2 separate regions of the Zea mays genome follow, and region 1 is linked to region 2. The links are chromatin contacts, called in public Hi-C maps. All regions are on one chromosome and are shown on one strand. The core of a region is the stretch at or near the end of the contact, and the rest is flanking DNA. Distances in the headings are between cores, read along the strand shown.

The links. Hi-C and Micro-C count contacts between places; a contact is called where the count stands out from the background.
Region 1: a contact with region 2 is called in a Hi-C map of ear, with 3 times the contacts expected there. The contact joins the enhancer-like site here to the promoter of LOC109943429 in region 2. A contact is called at or near these places in 6 of 25 Hi-C or Micro-C datasets (ear, leaf and tassel).

What each region holds. Positions count from the first base shown.
Region 1 is chr1:73,989,771-73,992,470 of Zm-B73-REFERENCE-NAM-5.0, forward strand. No RefSeq gene overlaps it. Among protein-coding and RNA genes, the nearest start is that of LOC103636404, 34 kb to the right of the region's middle. Within about 2 kb of position 1,266, at least 18 of the 20 cell types and tissues checked have an H3K27ac peak or open chromatin away from gene starts, as enhancers often do. A contact at or near this core is called in ear, leaf and tassel, where this site is marked.
Region 2 is chr1:73,778,588-73,781,287 of Zm-B73-REFERENCE-NAM-5.0, forward strand. It overlaps LOC109943429 (zinc finger BED domain-containing protein DAYSLEEPER-like), which reads right to left and starts at 1,344. Exons shown (of 2, transcript XM_023301290.1): 1 at 1-1,344.

The sequences.
Region 1 (2,700 bases), core at 16-2,515, 210 kb after region 2:
AGAACACGGATTAATCTTTTTGGTGCTGCGCGCTCAACTGCAGCGTTTTCTTCTCTCTACTATTCTGAAGAACGAGAACACGAAAAACAATTACAGGTACTGCTCGCTCGACGTGTGTGTGTTCATGACGCATCCATCCCCACGTCCACGCGAAACGGCTGGCTAAATGTGCGAGCTAATCACGCACCCACTACTCCTAGATGGAGACTGCATTCTGCATATGCATTTCTCGAGATAAGAAGTGATAGGAGAGTAAAATATTTTGTTTTTCATAATCTGTTCAGGTAGAGTTTTCTGAAAATCACATTTGTTATTTTTCCATTATATCCCTTACTGATCTAGCAAATTGCCGTGTAATATAAGAGTAAAGTGCCCCCCCCCCCCCCCCCCCCCAAAAAAAATATTTTTGATATTTGCACCCCCGTCCCCCAACCCAAACTGAAGTTTTGGCTTTCAGCTTCAAAACGAGTAATGTGAGCAAGGATGAACAATGTTGAGTCAATGAGTCACATACTTATCATCAGTTGTTTTCAACTCAGTCCACGCTACAAAAATTCAAAGTAAGAAAAGAACACAAGGTTACCAGAAAAATGGTCCTGCCTTAGCATTGTGGCGCAGTTTTCTGAGCGTTCACCTAGCGCAAGAAACATAACTTCATATGGGAACAGTGAGCTCTACCAATAACAGGAATTCGATACAAACTTTTACTCCCCACATTCTAAATTATAAGTCATTGCAGCTTTCTAAGAGAGTCAAAACATCTTAAGTTTGGACAAAACTATAGAGAGAATTTCAATACCCTATAACATCAAAATAGACATATTATAAACGATAATTAACGAAGAATCTAATGCTACTTATTTGGTATCTTAGATATCATTATTCAATTATATAATTTTGTTAAATTTGATTTGCTTTGACTCACATTGTTTTTATTATATAAATCTGGTACCGTAATTCATGAAAGCAATCTGTCGAACACGCTGTGGGCGGCACGTCGCACTCCTCTGGCCACCACACGAGCAGGGGTTGCTCAGGACGCGCGCCCTCGTGGCCGACGTCGCTGCGTCTCAATCTCATCCGTCGATGTCGTCCCCTCGGTCGCACCCAGTCCATCCACGTCGGCCTCCGCGGCGTGCCCGGCCATGGCCAACTCCGGTCACTCACGTCACGCGGGGCGAGCGGCGGGCGCGGGCAGCCAGGCCGGCACAGGGGCGCGCCAGCACGTGAAAATCCAGGACCGCCGGCTTGCGGTGGGTTGTGTACCGTGGCACTGGGCCGTCTTCTTAATGAGCCTGTATTCCGGCCCAAGTCTGGTTCCTGATTTGATCCGCGTGTTGCTGATTGAATTCACATTTCTGGCACAGCTCCAACGGTAGCGCTACTCAATCATCTGCTGAAAAAAAAACACAATGCACGAGTAAAGCCTGATGAACACTAGTTACATGACGTCTAATCGTATTGGTGCTGAAATCCTTTCGTCTGATCTACTCGCAGGTTCAGTCCGACTCTTTAAGCGTCCGTTCGGCAAACCTAGATCAAAGCCAGGCCAGAAAGCCTAGGATCGAGTGGAACACTCATTCTTGGTCAGGAATCGATCTACCTGAGAGGACATTTGGATTTGTTCTAGGTGGAGAAGTGAGAATGGGGAGTCAAAATCAGATGGATTTGTTCTTAATCTGGATCAAAACGAACAACTAGATCCGGGTCAAAATCAGATGAATTTGTTCAACCTAGAAGGAGGCTGGAAACATGCCAATCCGGCAGATGCGAACGCACCCTAAATCAGTTTTCTTACCTGGTGGAACAGACATGAGAGAGACGCATGGCATGTACCGGGGTCATCCTGTAATCGTTGGTGTGCCTGGATCCACTGTCTGCTCGCCACATCAAAACCTGTCATCTTGATTCATGGATGTCTCGAGCCCTGGTTCTCATGCAAAAAGGTATTGAGGTAGGGAGACCCTATCTCTTCCTACCTCTTCCTCCTTGTCGCTGACACCCTTCAAGCAATCCTCGGACATAATGGTGCAGTCCTCCAACCCTTGATCGCTAGACAAACCGGGCATGTCATCCGTTATGCAGATGACACGCTAATTGTTATAAAAGCATCAATCCATGGAGGAGGTCAGCCAGGACCTACAAAGGAACACACATACTTGCACACGGACGACGAGACTAGAAGACCCGGACGTAGGAACCAAGGTGCGAGCCACCGCGATGTCCAAGGCTTAGCATAGAACTCTAGTCTCGTAGTCTTTAGGTCTAGCCACACATAAGAGACTTGGAAGATCCTCCATCTCTCACCCGCTTGTAACCCCTAAAGCAACAAGGTGTTCATAGCGTGAGCTGTCGAAGACTGGATGTAGGGACATTCTACCAGAACTAGTATAAATCTTGCGCCCACCAAGCACACCATCCAGACCACAGAACGTGCGCACACAAATTTACTTGTCGGAGCTGGCTCTTAACACCGACATCTAGTGAGTTGAGACTCATTCATATTAGCTCTAGGCATCCAAGTGCGAAAAGAATCACTTAATGATTAGCGGCTGCTCTATGAAGTACTAGGTTAGTTAGGCCACCTCTTATATCACTTGCTCAAGGTTTAGGCCGAGTGTTTGAATTAGTTTAGAATATCTCTTATTCCTTGGTGTTTGCACACACCATTGTAATTGTACTGGAGGGACTCGTAGTTTT
Region 2 (2,700 bases), core at 94-2,593:
AACACCTTCCCCTTGTATTGCTTGTAAATATCCTTGCTTTCCATCTTTTTCAAACTTGTTAGGATTGTGCTTGCAACTTTGAAGGTGTCTCTTCAAGGCAGATGTACTATGTCCCTTGGAGTCCGATTTCATGTTGCGATGGCAATACTTGCATTTTGCAGCTATCATAATGCCTTTATCATCTTTGATCTTGGTGAAATGGTTCCACACATCTGATCTTGGTGCCATCTTCTTCCTTTCATGTTGTGCACAATTCTTGTCAAGGTCAACCACCTCTTGATCAGTAGCCCCTTGTGATTGTGATGGTTGTGTTTGTGTCTCATCATTTTCTAGAGTGCCAGTGCCCACTGATTCCATGCCCTTGTCCAATATGTCTTCAGGTTCAGGCATCTACTCCCTCCGTCTCAGGATATAAGGCGTAACCACTTTTTATTCTTGTCCCACAATATAAGGCGTGCTCTCTCTATGCATACGTATATCGATGCAGTGATATAGAGACAATTAAATGCATTTCTTGGTCTTTGAACCAGAGGTGGTTACGCCTTATATACTGGGACGAAGGGAGTATTAAAAAGGAAACACATAGTAAGAAATCTGCTAGAACAAAGGTAGGAAAATTATTATTAAAGAAATAATAATCTTCATTGTTGGATACTGCACATATTCATTGTGCCCGAGCTGTTTTTTATCTGTTGTCATACTCAGTAGGAAAATTAGATACTAAATGACAAGCAAAGGTAGTGCTAATTGCGCTAGTTCTATGTTTGTTGTGTTACTGCACATATGCTTGTTGCGTGACCAAGACTTGTTTCTACTAATCAAATCTGCTAGAACAAAAAATAAGCACTGAGCACTTAGCACATATGTTGCAAGATTCCTCTGATGTTGGTGCCGTTCTTCAATGTTGGCTTCAAATAATTGGTGGTGCAGGCGAGCACAGGTCGCGGGCGGCCGGGCGTGCAGTCGTGCACCGTGCTCCGCGGCTCACGGCCTGGGCGCCTCCACGGCTGGGATGTGGTCGGCACTCGACAGTGGCAGCCTGGCAGGACAACGCGGAGCAGTGGGGAACTGGTGATGGATGGCGGGCTGGCGGCTACTGCCTGCTGCTAGCCTGCTAGGCGCTCGGTGCGGTTCGACGGGCGACGGTCGATGGCAACTCGGCACGCTCGGGCGCTCGGCTGCTAGGTTAGACGGCAGGCGGCAGCGGCTGCTGGGATGTGGACGACGGCGGCTGCTAGGTTACGGCAGCGGCTGCTGGGAGCCTAGGATGTGGACACGCGGCTGCTGGCCTGCTGCTATGGTGCTACCAGCCTGGGATGTTGCCATGTTGGATGGAGAATTGGAGATGGAGCAGCCGCAGCCCACCAGACCTAATGGGCATGTACGCGTCGGTAGGCCTAGTGTTTTATTCGGGTACCGGTTAACTATTCGGGTACCGGTTAATTGAACCCGAAATTTGCTATAAAATTTTGGGTACCGGGAGGTTATACCCAAATTAGATTTCGGGTTTTTAGGGTTCGGGCTTATCGGGTTCGGGTTTTTCGGGTTCGGGATTCGGGTATCGGGTTTTATGCCCAGGCCTAGCTCCACGGTGGCCCGGTCGGGTGTACAGCAACTCGGCCTAGCGTGGGTGAGGATGCTGTTTGGAGACAGGCCACAACACTATGAGAAGGCACGACCCGTTCACCTCTCGACAAGTGCGTCAAGCTCCTCCTCCTGCTGTCAGAGGACAGCCTTGCAGGCGAGGATGTGTGCTTGACACTGGCGCTGGTATTCTTCTTCTTGGTTGGGGGATTCCAAGTCTCTCCCTCCATTGTAGCCTCATGGTGGCATGGCCACGAAGCAGGCTCTTTTTTGTGCCTCGTCGGAGTCCAAGCTAGGGTCCGTCGAGGCACTGCTTTAGTCGCCCTTGAGGAGGTCGAGGATGGATGCAGGTTGGCGACTGACGATGGGCATAATGGCTGATGGTGGGATTGCTTCCGTCTGCCGCTTAGCGGCAGCGGCAATGCGTTGAGGCGCCGCTGCTTGAGGGCGGCGGCGCACCTTTTGATGCGTCATTTTTATGCCTTGGTCCGGGTGGAATGATTAGGCCCCGGGCATATGGCATTGGCCACATTGTGGCTAACGAGGCGGAGTTCACTGGTCTCTTGGGCGAGAAAGTCGAGGGAGCCGAAGTTGATCTGGTTCCCGGGAGCGAAAGTCTTGCCCCCGGCAAACGCTAAATAGCTGGCCATCAGAGTGAAAAAAGTCGCTTTGGCACGCTTGCAGCCCCTATCTGGCATGTCAACTGTCGTGGTTTCAGAAACCGGTGACATTAGATTTGTGTTCGGTGGGGGATGCAAGTGCGAACTTACTCTAAATGGTGGATCACGAGGATCCGAGCTAGGAACTAAGACACAAGGTTTTACTGGTTAAGGCCGAGGCCCTAGTCCACTATAGTGCTAATAGTTGTATTGCCCAGGAGCATGTAACAACCAATGTGCTTATGTGTAGAAGGGAGATTGTTCCACCCTTTTCTATCTCAAGGGTGGACTTTACAGTTGGGACTTATATTCAACTAGGGAGTCCTCGGCTTGTTGCCCCTGGGTCGCTCTAGCCCTCTTGGTGTCGTCTGCGAGGTGTGCGCTACCATGCTCCCGATACGACGTTCTGCCCCGTTCGCTCTCCATCACTATTGCTTGCCCGGTGACAACATTGTTG